2 separate regions of the Triticum aestivum genome follow, and region 2 is linked to region 1. The links are chromatin contacts, called in public Hi-C maps. All regions are on one chromosome and are shown on one strand. The core of a region is the stretch at or near the end of the contact, and the rest is flanking DNA. Distances in the headings are between cores, read along the strand shown. Region 1 holds the start of LOC100499185 (NAC transcription factor 4). Region 2 has its middle 150 kb from the start of LOC100499185.

Region 1 (7,824 bases), core at 3,329-5,828:
TTCCGGTGGGCGGCCTCGCGGGGGCGGCCGCAGCCCGGGTACGCCCCGGGGCGCCACGCGTGCCACTCCATGCTCGCCATCCTCGCCAGGCACCACCGCTTCGACGACGCCCGCGCCCTGCTCGACGAAATGCGCCGCAGGTCGCTCGCGTCGCCGAGGGCGGTGCTCCTCCTAATCCGGCGCTACTGCGCCGCGCGTGACGTTGCTAGCGCGATCGCCGCGTTCCGCTCGCTCCCGAGCTTCGGCATTGAGCCCGGGGTCACCCAGTTCCATGGCCTCCTCAGCGCCCTCTGCCGGTACAAGAACGTCAAGGACGCGGAGCACCTGCTTCTGTCGAGCGGGAAGGAGTTCCCGTTCGAGACCAAGGGCTTCAACATCGTGCTCAACGGCTGGTGCAACATGGTCTGCAGCACGCGGGAGGCCAAGAGGTTTTGGGTCGTCATGGAGCTCAGGGGCATCGCGAGGGACGTTGTGTCTTATGGGAGCATGATCTCGTGCTTCTCGAAGGCCGGGAGCTTGGACTCGGTCATGAAGCTCTTTAACCGCATGAAGGAGGCTGGCATTGTGCCTGACCGGAAGGTGTACAATGCAGTTGTGCACGCGCTCGCCAAGGGACGGTGCGTGGATGAGGCAAGAGCGCTCGTCCGGAGTATGGAGGAGAAGGGGGTTGCACCAGACACGGCCACTTACAACTCCCTCATTCGGCCTCTTTGCAAGGCTCGTCAGGTCCAGGAGGCAAGGGAGATGTTTGATGAGATGGTAGGAAGGGGGCTGTTGGCATCGGTGAGGACATTCCATGCATTGTTCGATGTTGCTACAAGCCCCACTGAGGTCTTTGATCTGTTGGACAAGATGAAGGCACTACATTGCAAGCCAGAGATGGACACTTATATTATGTTGATCCGGAAGTTCTGCAGGTGGAAGCAGCACGACAGTGTGGAGAAACTGTGGAACGCAATGCCTGCAAACGGACTGACCCCTGATCGGAGTGCATACATCGTGTTCATACATGGATTGTTCCTGAATGGGAAGCTAGAGGAGGCTGCAAAGTATTTTGAGGAGATGAAAGTCAAGGGATTTTCACCAGAGGAGAAGACTGAATCAATGATACAGGCGTGGCGTTCAGGCAGAGAGCTTGCCAAGGCATCGGCTTCTGTCGGTTCAAAACATGGTTCTGTGTCTCTCAAAGTAACTCGTAGAGAGTGGTAAAGATGAAGAGCACTTGAAAGTGATCTATAGAAAGAAACACAGCTGTTGTTTTCGAGTAACTGCTAGACACTGGAGAGAGATTATTTGGTTATTCAGAAAGATGAGTCTGATTACTTTCAAGTGATCTTCATCTACTTTGTTGTGGTTGGTTTGGTCAAGGAAGCCACGCTCGCAAGGGCCCTTGCTTTCGTTAGAGTTATTGTCAGCGATGACCTCAGCTGAGGGTATGCTGTTTGGTTTCCTTTGTTCCAGTCTGTAATCAAACTTTGTTCCTTCTAACAAGAAGGCGCAGAGCTCCTACCGTATTTGAAAAGAGTATGTTTACCCAGTTATTTTCGTTCTCACTAGATTGCTTGGCTGTAGATTGGAATTAGAAAGTGCAACCTAGGGTTTGTCCTTTTGAAACTTGGATAGGCATCACTTTGCTATGACCCTTCTTTTGTAGCTCATAGTTTGTACTGGGTACATGTTCAATGATTGGTTCACAACATATAATGACTGTCCACTATATTCATACTGGTCCGACTCCTATACTTTCACATAATAATATGTGCAGAGATTTTACAAAATAGTGAGAGCTCATTTCATATGGTTTGATACTAGTACTAAATACACACTTCAATATGTAGCTGTATTCAATATTAGCAGTTCCATTTTCATGCTTCCATTGTTTGCAGAGTGTACTGGCATATTTATTCACATATAACCATTTAGTGACCACTCATCGCACTGCAGAATTGGCCGCTGTGTGAAGGTTTAGGTCATATAATTTTCTTCTTGACAAACATATTGTTTTCTTTCTGCCAGCCAGCCATTGCAACCTTTCTGATAGCATTAATTCAGTGCATGTGCACACTAAATAGTCCAGCTACAAGAGCACATTGGATCGAAGCTGGGGCGGGTTGCCGCCAGCCTGCTTGTAATCAATGAATCTGTTGATTCTGAGGTGAGCGTCTACCAGAATTCCAGTTATATCTGATCAGTTAGGCGTTATTTTCTCTGCTATCCTGTGGCTTCAGTTAGGCCTAGTAGCTAGTGGATTCGATCATACCGACGATAAATATTGTACGCGTCAAAAATTTATCTTCGCATGTGATGTTTCAAGACCTTTCTGTAATATCCTGTAGGATATCCCTGCTAACAGCAAGTAGCTTGTTCTGTCAGTTGTCGCTACATATATCCTGATCTCTGTTATGCAAGTCCAGTCTCCAAAAGATGGTGTTGATGCAAGTTGCTTTAAATTTTGTTGATAAGACGATGACAGGTAATGGATACAGTTATGGTGAAAACAACTTATTTTCTCTGTACAAGCTACAGCCAACTGAGCCATGCTTGTCATGCTAGTGTCCACTGTCAATTTCATGGCATCTTATGGCTGCTAGCCTGCAAGTGTCGCTAACTCATATGACTCGTGATGCAGACTAACATAGTGCATGATCACGTCCCAACTTTAACCGATAGCTGCGTGGTCGACAACCAGTTGCAGTCTGCCTGTTCATGTATGCACTGAATGTTACCATTATGCTGTTAATATCTGAACCCACTGTAACCAAATTCGGATAAACACCAAATATTCTTTTTTAAATAATTGGAAGAGGTGAAAAATGAAATATCAGCTGTGAAATAATCATATATTACCTCCGTCCCAAATTACCTGTCTTAGATTTTTGTAGATACAGCTAACACTAAAACTGTCTAGATACATCCAAGACAAGTAATACTGGACGGAGGGAATATGTGTTTCAGATTTGTTTCAGATTGATCAAGGGTCAGAAGAATAAGTTTGGTGTTTAGACTTGAGATTATTTTGAGAACAAAATCACATGTTTGTTCAGAATACCAAATTTATAGATCGAAACCAAAGAATAAATACTGCTACAAGCTTACCACCACATCTTCAGAATCATGCCTGGGAAATTTCTACCTCTTTCTAGTTCAACAAAGTAAGTATTTGTCTAATCACTTCTATTTCCAATAATTTACACCATATCTTATTCCATCTCAGAATGGTGGCAAGATTGTTTGCCACATCGGCCTCATCATCTGCGGCGAGCTCATCGGCTGCAGGTAGCCGCTGCCGTTCTGCCCAGGCATCGTTGTTGGGTTCACCATCTGCCCCATGTTCATATAACAAGTCTGCAGGTCGTCCATACTCAGGCCGGTGAACCAGTCGCTGTCCTCCTTCACCGTCACCATCCTCGCCTGCTGCTGCGCCATGTCCATGAAACCATGCTGCTGCAGGCCGGAGGCGCTGTCGATCTCGGAGGAGTCGTGCGTCTGGAAGCTGTCGGACATGGCGTCGGTCGCCAGCGCGTCCATGACCTCCCCGTTCGGCCCGGCCTCCACAGCCATGTCCTGCTCCACCTTGAGCTTCTCCCAGTTGTTCTTCTTGTTGTACAGCCGGCACAGCACCCATTCGTCCAGCTGTAATAGCCGCACATCACAGAGAGAGAAGGATCAGTATTCAGTATCGATTGATTGATCAGTATTGTTGGTGAGCAAAGTGCAAACTGAAAGGAAGACGCTGGGGTTACCTTGAGGGATCCCTTCTTGCCGGGTGCGCGGTCGGCTTCGGCGATGCGGTACTCGTGCATGATCCAGTCGGTCTTGACGCCCCTGGGCGCCCTGCCGGAGTAGAAGACGAGCGCTTTCTTGATGCCGACCGTCCTGCCGCCGCTCTCCCTGGGCGCCACCGGCTTGTCGGCGCCCGTGGCCTTCCAGTAGCCGGTGCCGGCGGAGCGGTTGGGGCGCGAGCCGTTGGGGTACTTGCGGTCGCGCGGCGTGAAGAAGTACCACTCCCTGCTCCCGAACAGCGCCCTCTCTGCACGAACGCCAAGGTCAGCACAGCACACACTGAAGGAGCAAGAACGAGGAAGCCAAGAAGGAGGAAGGAGGAGAGGAAAAAACAGGGGAGGGGAGGGGAGAGAGGAGGAAGAGAAGGCGCACCGGGCAGATCCCAGGGGTTGAACTTGTAGAGATCGACCTCGGCGATGATGGGCACGGGCTGCGGCTGGCCGGCCACCTTCCTGCAGAGGTAGTGCACGACGAGCTCGTCGTCCGTGGGGTGGAACCGGAAGCCCGGCGGCAGGTTGAGCTCCGCCTCCGCGTCCCTCCGCCCGCTGCTCCCCTCCGCCCCCGCCGCCGCCCCCGTCGGCTCAGCCTTCACCATTGCCGTCATCATCCTCCTCCTCCTCGCGTTCGCTCGCTCGCTCGCTCGCTCCACCACCTTGGAGAAAAGCCCAGCCCTCGCGCGGTGGTGCCGCGGTGTTGGAAGGGAAGAGAAAGGCGGCTGGTTGTGATACCGCCTCCTGGGACCTGGAGCCCTTCTCTTTAGTCGATGGCTCGTTTCCTTGGCGACCAAGTACGTTTGTAGGGCGGGGCGCCCGGGGCGGCTATATACGGGCCCCCGCCCGCGCCACGTGGGCCGCGGCGGGCCCGCGCGTGCCCCCGAGCTGCTCGTGGCGTGGGCTTGGATGAGGACGGCCGGCCGTGCGCTGCTGCGCGGAAGTTTCCCGCGGCGACAAGAGTTTGACCCCTCCCGACGGCTGCGCTGAAAGGGACGGAAGGGTCAAAAGCGCGCGGGAGGGATTTTCCGGCGGGAAAATATATCCCCGCGACCAGCCTCGGCGGCCCGTCGAATGGCCGCGCGTCTAGGTGCGTCGGCAGGCGCGGGCTGGTCCTCCGTGTTCTCGACCTCTCATCTGCTGCATTGCACCACGTGCGAGTTGCGGCGGCCATGCACTACTATGTCGTGATACGTGGAGGAAGGTATGAGGACATGAGGTTACGACCCGCGCATGCGCATGGCATGCCTGCATGCGTGAAGGTTTTCTTTCCATCGCGCCTTGGATTTTTCTCCGGGGAAAACTTTTAAAAGTTGAGGGATCACGCTAAGCTAGAATGCTACGTGACCCTTCAAAGATGCCATTGTTTAGTTTCGGCCTATAAACGTGGATACATGACCACGTCAAGTCCTACTCTCTGTGTATAGAAGAAAATAAACGTGGATGCAATTTTTTTCTAAAAATTAAGACATTAATCCAGGCGGTCTATATTAATGTCTATATTAAACTATATTGAAACGAGTAACACATACACTAAAGCATGTCTATGTACATTTAATTCAGAAAAAAAGTTACAACATCTTATATTCATGAACGAAGGAAGTACATATGTCATTTTTTTCTTTTTTTTTGCGGGAAAAACTTTCAATCTATTTATCTTCAATCATGGTAATACAACGAACACTAGAAATAATAAAAATTACATCAAGGTCCGTAGACCACCTAGCGACGACTACAAGCACTGAAGCGAGCTGAAGGCGCGCCGCTGTCATCGCCCCTCCCTTGCCGGAGCCGGGCAGACGTTGTTGTAGTAGACAGTCGGGAAGTCGTCATGCTAAGACCCCATAGAACCAACGCACCAGAACAGCAAACCGCCGCAGATGAAGAGTGTAGATCAAAGGATCCACCCTAAAGATACACGAACGAAGACGAACGACGAACAGATCCGAGCAAATATATCCACCAAAGATAGATCTGCCGGAGACACACCTCCATAGGCCCATCAATGATGCTAGACAACTCACCGGAACGGAGGCTAGGCGGGGAGACCTTTATTCTATCTTCAGGGAGCCGCAGCCGTCTCGCTTTCATGAATAGGACGCAAACCCTAATAAAACTCAAAAAAAGATCTAAAAACGGAGCCCTCTCACCGGCAAAGGCCGAGATCCACTCCATCTCCATGGCCTAAGGCCACCGGAGACGGGGCGGACCGGCGCCGGCGCCGGCGGGAGGCAGAGAACCCTAACTTTTTGAAGGCGGCGGCTGGCTAGGAAGACCGTGGCTCAATCCTGGACCACTTTTTATTTCTGCGAAAGGAAATAATTCACAACTAAATGGGAAGTACATATGACATTTCAATTGCGTCCAACATGGATTATCACCGTCCTACGGGCCAACATAGTTAATTCCCATGTCGGCCACGGAAGGATATGCTTGAAACATTATCTATCTTCACAATTCATAATTCTCAAGTCGATCCACAGAACAGAAGGATATGCTTGAAACATTATCTATCTTCACAGTTCAAAATTCTCATGCCGATCCACAGAAGAACAGAAGGATATGCTTGGAACATCACAACATTTAAACAATTCAAGTTCCCCAAAAAGGAAATTTTAAACAATTCGAGAGGATAATGCTCAAGCTTGGCCTGTTCATACCGAAGCATACCACATACTCCTACCTAGTACCGCCATCTGTTTACCTAGTCAGGGACACCTAGAGAGACAGAGTAGGTCTATCTCCTCTTGTCTGTATAGTACAGTAAAATAAAGAAATCTGGCCCAATCTGCACGTGCCTCCCTCCTCCTGGATGGCCACCTACGTGCACTGAACCTGAACCTCACCCGGGCGCGCCTCCAGCCGCGACGGCGGGGGTGGGGTGGCGAGCAAATCCTCGACCCGGGCCACCCGGCGGAGGTGCGGTTGGTCGGCCAGCCGTATGGCAGATAAAAGAAAAAGGATAGCGCCTTGTCGGCGGCCGAGGTTTCTCATTCCCCCGGCGGTGGACTATGGTATGAAATTCCAGCCGAAAAGGACGGACGGGCGGGCAGTTCCGGGGAAAGCGATGGACTTTTTGTCGTGGTGACAGTGAGCTTACGTTTTCCCATGGGCCAAAACTGGATTGGGCTGGGGATTTTCTTCAGTTTAATTTACAAGATTGCTGTGTTGATTCGCTGTCAGGTTACCGCTCTTGGTATCGCACAGCTGGTGACTGCCGGGATTAGCTGTGATCCGGTGAGTGGCATGTCGCGTTGCATACATCACTGGCCGCGTCTCGGCTATCGGAATGACGGGGAGCACTCGAGATATTATTATCCGCCGATACTTTGGTGGGCCCTTGATGGATTTCTGTGGAAGCTTTGTTTCTGTCCTGTTCCGTAAACTATTGCGGAGATTGAAATTAAGACATGTGGGAGGAGGTGTGTGGGCAAGTTAACTGCAATTGGGCATCGCAGTTGATTTTACATGTGGTGTGCTTTTAGAAAATGAAAACTAAGTTACCACCAGCTTGCCAAACAGGGGAGTATCCAAACTCCACACCACAGCCAGCAGTGTCGACGTTGGGGCTATGGAGCCAGTCCTGTCAGCGCCTCAGGCAGCGCCATAGATGATCAGGAAGCAGCGACAACAGGCGAAGACCCCGTTCATCGTCCGACAAGCAGACGAAGGGCGGCAGAGTTCAAATCATCTCGTGGGCCTGCGGCACGGCCCACTCGAGTGAAGACGAAGCCCATCTGGAACGTCGGCCCGGAATGGACGTCCTAGTTTAAATACCCCTTGTAACGTTTGAATCGAGTTGGCTTGGATCGGACGGCGGCTTCGGCCGATTGTAACTAGCTGTAGCAGTGAGGGAGGTTGGGAGGATAAACACGCTACCGAATTTCCCCATTTCGCCATGAACTCTAGTTTCCTCTCATAGATCGATCGCGACCCTTACACTTGGTATCAGATTCGGCGGTCCTGGCGCTTCCCCAACATCACCACGAGACGCGGTGCACCAGTTCAGCCACGCGCCATGGAGCCACCTCGTGTAAATACAGCTCCTCCT
Region 2 (7,824 bases), core at 1,581-4,080, 150 kb after region 1:
CGGCGAAGGCCGGCTCCTCCCGCACACGCACGAGATTCACGTTGTTGATCCGGTGGAGCAACTCCGCTATGATGTCCTTGCCGGTTGTCAACGACGACGGAGACGGACGCGAGGCGCCTCTGCCGCAAGAACGCGAAGGCTCTATGGCTTGGCATCGAAGAGTTGGAGTGCCTCACGGTGGAGAAAAAGAGCGCCAAGGTCAAGGTGACACCACTAGTGAAGGAGCATGCTCCCATCGTTCGACGGCTCGCCGACATCATCTCTTCATCGTCGGACAGCGATACGACGAGCACACACCTCCCGCCGTGGACGCCTACATGGAGGACTGATACCATCACTCCGATGACCGCAAGGGGAAGATCCCGACGAGCAAATGATGAAGTCTACCACCCTGCTCCGTTGATCTAGTTTATTTTGTACCTAATTTAATCTGCCCGGCGATGAACTATGTCTCGTGAACTCTATCTAACGAACTCTGTCTTTTGGATATATATATATATATATATATATATATATATATATATATATATATATATATATATATATAGGTAAAATAGATGGGGCACCTAGGTGCCTGGGCACCTTGTTAGTTTTGAAAACTATGATATATTAATTTGTTTTCTAATTATTCTTCATGCAAGACTTTCCATACTTACGTTTTATTTTTGGGTCTAATTATTAGGCATGCAACACTTGCCATACAATAAAATATATTAATGTTGATTTTGTTTGAATTGCTGCAGGTATATAATACACGTATTTTTGTTTTCTAACTATTTAATATGGGTATCTAATACCTACCAACGAAATTATATACATATGCATGTATGTATATATTCAGTAATTTATTTTTTGAACTATTACAATTTTTTCCTAATTATCTAAAATGGGTATCATACTTACTAACGAAAGGTTGTATGTACGTGGGTATGTATATGCACAATAATTTATTTGTTGACTAACTACATTTTATTTTTGTTTCCTAACTATCCAATACGGTTATACAATACCTACTGACGAAAATATTGTAACACCCAATCGACGTATATAAGGATATATGAAAAAGGGTAGGAAAATATTGTACATACCCGATCGATGTATATACCCGGTTATGTGAAAAAATGTAGAAAAATGTTATACATCAAATAATATACTTCAACTGAAAATACCCAAGGTGTCTGCACACTTGTATACCCGGCTGCGCGGAAAAAGCTTGGAAAATATTGTACATATCCAGTGGACATGTGTATCTAAAGTAAAATATGACTATGTATATGCCTGACTACGTGACGTATGGGTATTTAATATATATCCAACATATTTCGAGTATAAAAATATACCTAAGATATTTTAGGTTATATATGTATATACCTAGTAATTTATTTAAGTTATTAGATAGTCGGTGAAAAATAAAGGAGCGCACATAAAAAAATATGACATCCATTATACACAAAAAATATCCAGCTACGTGACGTATGAGACATGCATGGACTTAATTTGGGTGGTTATTAAGTGTCCATATTAAGCAATAATTAGCAATAATTCTTTCCAAATAAAAATCTAACACATTTATGAATTAGTGTTAATAGTAATTACACGTGCACACATCTTAGTGTGATCCAACGGTTTCTAGGCAAGGTGCCTAGGCACCTAGGTGTCCCATATATATATATATATATATATATATATATATATATATATATATATATATATAGTTTTGATCCATGTTGCATTTTTTATTTGCGTAGTTGCATGGATTGTATGGATTTGGAAGACAAACGTTTGAGGAGCATGACTTTGAGCAAGGATAAATGAGGGTGATCAATCACTAACCACGCACTTCACCGAGGCGTTCGTGGACTAGGAGCCACATTTGACAATCCTGGTTGTTTTTTAGGGACGTATAGCATCTTGATTGTTAGAGCATCTATAATCGGACACTTCAAATCATTTCTTATATGGCCGCGAATGCGCCCGGTCAATAACTGGACAGTAAAGAGAAGAAAAAAGGTGACCCAACCTGATCCTTCATATCATCCCTATACGTCCAGACTGTCTGCGAACCCCATATCCATCTCAAATGTAGGGAAAATATGAGGGCTCGCGAACGCGCCTGGGCGCGCCCGGCACGTAGGATGCGGTCCCACCCTAGACCACCTGTTCTCTTTCTTTATTTATTCTTTTCTTTCCGTCTCTTCATCTACATTAATCACGTGCAAGTGATCGGACATATGAGAAAGAAACTGAGAAATGTGACTGCGCGGATAGATAACTAGGGGCTTAAAACGGACACGGGCGGTTATTGACCGGGCGCGTTCGCGGACATATGAAAGGTCGAATTAGGGGTACATGGCTGTAGATGCTGTTAATGCTGGCTACGGTGCTGGAGAAAGAGAGGGGGTTGCTTCCACCGCGGCGGCGTTCCCCTTGCACCAAGCGGCTACGGTCAGCAGCGGCTCAGCCCGATCGAGGTACATCCAAGGGAAAGGGAAAGGTGCGCGTGGACACGAGTGACGCAAGTGCGGACGCAATGAAACACAACCACTGGTGGGTTTCTTTTCCGTCCTTGAGCACGAAGACGCCAAGCCCGGCTGCATGTAGGCCTTGACCGGACCAAATCCAACCTACTCTACTACTGTAGCTGGTTCTACTAACCGTACGTGCGCCAGATCCAGCCATATTAACGTCACATCCTTCACAAGTGTTCCGTGACTCTGGTTGGTCAGAGAAGTTTGTCCAACGTGTCGACAAACAGGAGGAGAGGAGGCTGCTGTAGAGTAGAGTGCTCCTATTTTGTTCCGCCGTGCACGAGGTGCATGCATGAACATCCTATATGGCTATGTACCTCGAGTTTGACTGGTGCAGCCCTAGAACAGGGGCGTTGCTCAGGGTATCTTCAAGGCAGGCCCGCCAACTTTTCGCAACCGTTTGGATGATTGGATCACACAGTTTGAACCGCGGAAGCCATCCACGTCGACATCCATGAAGCGGTCCGGACGCGGGTTCTTCCGTAAACTGAAGAAAAACGTGTGTGTGAGTCTAAAACGATTCCATGTCCGCTTCTGATCGCCCTGGCCCATCCAAATCCCTCCCTCCGCGTCCGCGCGCGTTCCCGCCTTGCATCAGCTGCCCGCATTCATGTTGTCGTAGAGCGGACTTCAAAAACTGTTCTTGGATTTAAAAAATGTTCTTAATTTCCAAAAATTGTTCACGAAATTGACATTTTCCCCGAATGTAAAAAAACAAAGTTCATGAATTTCATGTTTCCCCCAATTTACAAATATTTCGAATTTGAAAGAATGTTCTGAATTAAAAAATGTTCCTGGATTAAAAAAAGTTCATGATTTTGAAAATTGTTCCTGTATTTCAAAAAGTACTCACTATTTAAGAAAATGTCATGAATGTGTAAAATGTTTCCAAATTTCAGAGAAATATTCTCAAATTAAAAAGGGCAGTGCTGCGCGCCGGTGCGCCGGCCCAACCGTTCGGCCGGTCGCACGCCAGCCGCCTGATGCAGCGCGCCTTAGCCGTTCGATCTGCATCTTCTTCGATCTCTTCCCGTGATGGCCCCTCTCGTATAGACCTTCTTCCTCCGCCACCCCCTCACCTAGATCTCCTCGCTCCGTCGCCCTGTGCTACCAGATGCCCTCCTCGCCGCCGCCGTCGTCTCCTGTGTTTCTAGCCGGCTCCGTGCGTGCAACAACTTGTGCCCATGGTTGCAGCTCCCCGCGACAACGGTCGCAACTCCCCGTGACAACGGTCGCAACTCCGGTGGCGCCTGGCACAACTCTGTGTGCGCCGGTTGCAGCACCTCCTACGGCGCCTGGCACAACTCTGCGTGCGCCGGTTGCAGCACCTCCGGCAACGAGCTCGCAAAAAAAATTGTACTCTCCCTCGGTTGCCGGTAGCAGCAAAACAAACGGTCGGTTGTAGCAAAATATGGAATTGCTTCCAAACAAATTGAAGCCCACTGGTGCCGCCTGTCATCGCCATTGTAGCAAAAAGGTTAGCCGATTGTAGCTTTTGTGGTTGCCGTTCGCAGCAAAAACAATGTCGTTGTAGCAAAAATAATATTGTCGTCGGCCCGCCGCTGCGTATGGTGGTAGCAAATCATGTCGCCGATGGTAGCAAAAAACTGCATGGTTTGCAGCAAAAAAAACATTGCCCCTCATCGTCGAGGTTGCATCATCTTCGTGAATGATGTAGCAAAAAAATGGTCGAAGTTTTTTGTAATGCCGGTGGAAGCTTTTGTGACACCTCGTCGAAGCTTTTTCCTGTTGGCAGCAGCCAGCCCTAGCATCGTCGTTCACTAGTTGAAGCTTTTTACAATGTTGATTGAAGCTTTTTATGATGCCGGATGTAGCTTTTTGTTGTCGCAATGGCCGGTTCCAGCATCTGTCGTTCCTGGTTGAAGCTTTTTGCCGCATCGGGTGTAGATTTCCAGAACGGCGGTTGCAACATCAAGGGGTGTCCTTTGGTTTGTGACCCCATAGCAGCTCATGGCCATCCCTCGTCGTCGTCCGCCTGGAGCTTGTAAGCCTCCTGTCGTAGTACCGCCGGTGCTCGCCCCCGTCGCATGCGGCCATGGTGAAGGGCGCAACCATGGCGATGCTACGACCCCGTAGGAGAGAGAAGAATGTAACGTGAGGAAGAAGAGAATCGATCGCGAGAGAAGAAAAAAAGGGAACGGTTGGTCATGGACCCAGAAGATTAGTCAACTACTCGAGGTGCGCGGGGCCGGGGATCTGCGTGGATCCAACGCGTGCTGCGTGTCCGGCGGAAGGTTCGGCCGGCGTGCCGTTCCCAAGCGTTTACCAATTAAAAAGTGCTCACAATTTTAAAATATATTTGTGAATTCAAAAATTACTTGTGATTTCAAAAAATAAATCACGAAAACACAAAAAGAATAAACAAAAGAAAAATGCAGAAAACCACCGGTCTCGGAAGGTTCTAGGACCTTACGAAAAGCGGAAGAGGAGCCTTGCTAAATGGACCAGCTCAATTGTAACTAGTGGGCCACTACAGGTGCGTATTGATCACCATGCCTCTACCTACCCAGGAATGACAGATCGTATTCCCCTACCTACGTGTCGAAGAGCCATGAAACGCGCACCCCTTGTTCCTCCCGCGCACGATTTGGGTCGACCCTGGTGCGGGGAGGGGCGCCCCTAATTTTTATTGGATTTCAAAAAAGTTCTAAAACAATAAAACCTGTTTTTGGTCTCAAAAACAGGTCCAAAATTAAAAAATTGTTCAAACATCCAAAAAGAGTTCATGATTTTAAAATATGTTCACTATTTGCATTTTTAATAGAAAATATAAAATGCTCACGGATTCAAAAACATGATCGAGTTTTTGAAAAAGTCACGTATTAAAATAATGATCGTAAAATTTGATAAATATTCATGAATTCAAAAATGTCCATAATTTTGAACAGATGTTTCAGAAATCAAAAAATGTGAACGGATTGATAAAATGTTTGTGTATTGAAAAAACATTCGTGATTTTGCAAAATGTTCATGAATTCAAAGAATTGTCAGATTTAAAAACAAACTACCAAGATACTCGTGAATTGCACGGAGCACCAAGATGCACTTTTTTTATAAAAAAAATCTGTTGTGATTGACCCATGCAGGAGTAATCTCATGTGTAAAAACTAACAACATTTGCAGGTTTACATAACTTAGCACGTACACCGCTGATGCAGATCCTCTCCGACACTGACAGCGTCGTCTGTGTCCCAACAACTCAGATTGAGCGGAGTGGGGAGAAGAGAAAGATGAGAGATAAGGTGATGAGGAGTGGGGCGTGGTGGTGATAGGTGGTTGGACTGAGCAGAGGCATGGAATGGACGACGCCGGCAGCGGGCACCATGTCAAATTATTCGAGAGGCTTTCCCTTTTAATTGCTCAATAATGAGGTTGTGGAAGATAAGGATGAACGAGAGAAGACCTTATATGCAAATGTGGAGAGGTGAGGGTATATTTTTGCAAAATTGCCATAGTATGCTTTCTATCCATTAGATATAGATCACACGGTCCATATTGCAGGATAGCAGCCACACCATCATCACCAACTCGGGTTTTTATAAGAAAAAATAGAGATGTTGGGGAAATAATTAATTATTCACAGGTTAAAAAATGTTCTTGATTTTGAAAAAAGAGTTCTCATATTCAAAAAGTATATGTGATTTAGTTCTTTTTTGAAAACCCATAAAATGTTGGCGGATGCAAAAACTGTACCTAATTGACAAAAAATATCCGTGTATTCAAAAAATGTTTCCAAATTCAAAATAAGTTCAGGACTTAAAAATATTCACTATTTCAAAAATATTTACAAACTTGGAAAATGTTCGCTAAAATGAAAAAGAAATAGATAGAAAGAAGAAAACAACAGGAAAGGGAAAACAAAATAAAGACATAAGAACAAGAAACACTAAAAAGGAAGAAAATAAAAATAAAAAATAGTTTTTTAGAATTCTCACCAAACTTTATTAATGCATAATATTCATAGGTACAAGGGTAATACCGTATAGATTCCAAACCAAACATGGCGTCCTATGTCTAGATTACATGCAAACTTGGTGAAAGTGTGCACTTCAAAATGAAAATTCCTACACTAGAATGTTTTTTTTCGAGAGTACGCAAATTGCGTACCATAGCTTTTTAGAAGAAGAGAATTGTAAGTACAAGACGACTACCACTCGTTGCGAACAACAAGTGTAGCACAACTCTACACCACGCTAGTCCAAAGGACAGCCATCCACAGACAACACAACAACAACACAAAAGAGCCAACCCAAAACCAAAAACCTCGCCGCGTCTCGATCGATGTCGGTCACCTCCGAAGAACAACTACTCCCAAAAGCTTCTCTCGTCGACGCACCATCCCCCCTTAATGCCTAAAGGAGGTGGCAAGAGGATGGCAGGACTCGATCCGACCTGAGGAAAACACCGTCTCGGAATCACCAGCGACGACCATACATAGCGCCAGAGAAGAACGATTAGGGCAGCGGCGAACACCGGAGGAGCACACCATAGGAACAAGGCTTTCGCCCAGAGACCATAGGAACACTTTCGCCAAGTATGGATTCTTTATGGATTCTTTGTTGGTTCCGCCATCATACCGATCCATCACCGAATCAAGGCTTTCGCCCAGAGACCACTGCCAACACCAAGCAAGGGAGGCAAATGACGACACATTCGACGACGCCTCCAAGGAGGGGAACGACACCCACAGGTGCCATCGCCGCCGGTCCGGCCAAAACCGAACATGATTTTCATCCGTAATGGCGCACAGCTCCACTCCACCCAAGGTTTCAGGCAGCACTATCCAAGATGTCTCACACCGTCGCCGCCGCAGCAATCTGTCGTCGAAGTCGCGCAGCAATGGATCTCCTCCACCCGCACTGCCGAGGGAGCGCAACCAAGACCAACAGCAACAACACGGTCGAAGAGCAACCGCAACCAGCCATGCAGTGCAAGGGCCAAATCAACCGCATCGGCCTTCACCCACACCAGGGACTGCCACCAGATCCGATCTGACCCACACCTCCGAGCACACCCCCGCGCCAGCTCTCCCGAGGCAGCACTGAGCGCCCCTCACATGGAGGCAGCAGCCCGCCCGCTGCCCGCCAGGGCCCTTCCTGGCAGGGCCTCCATGGCGCCGCCGCCCCCATGGCTGAGCATGCGCCGCCGCCGCCAGCAGTGCTGGCGCAACATCCTCGACCACCACCCTGCAGCGCACCTCGCCGGCTCCACCGCCCTGCCTTGCCGCGCTCCCCGCCATGCTCCGGTGATCGTCGCCACGAATCGTGCCGCCGGC

What was found. Hi-C and Micro-C count contacts between places; a contact is called where the count stands out from the background.
Region 2: a contact with region 1 is called in a Hi-C map of leaf, with 5 times the contacts expected there. The contact joins the enhancer-like site here to the promoter of LOC100499185 in region 1. A contact is called at or near these places in 4 of 5 Hi-C or Micro-C datasets (leaf, root and an unstated tissue) and 1 of 1 datasets of contacts at active chromatin or transcription factors (leaf).

The regions. Positions count from the first base shown.
Region 1 is chr3A:586,798,334-586,806,157 of IWGSC CS RefSeq v2.1, forward strand. LOC100499185 (NAC transcription factor 4) reads right to left here and starts at 4,579. Exons shown (of 3, transcript XM_044485897.1): 1 at 4,156-4,579; 2 at 3,744-4,030; 3 at 3,034-3,633. The coding sequence starts at 4,390. The coding sequence ends at 3,211. It overlaps LOC123057009 (pentatricopeptide repeat-containing protein At1g31430-like), which reads right to left and starts at 71. Exons shown (of 2, transcript XM_044480191.1): 1 at 1-71. The coding sequence starts at 71.
Region 2 is chr3A:586,951,496-586,959,319 of IWGSC CS RefSeq v2.1, forward strand. No RefSeq gene overlaps it. Among protein-coding and RNA genes, the nearest start is that of LOC100499185, 150 kb to the left of the region's middle. Within about 2 kb of position 2,831, at least 1 of the 8 cell types and tissues checked has an H3K27ac peak or open chromatin away from gene starts, as enhancers often do. A contact at or near this core is called in leaf, where this site is marked.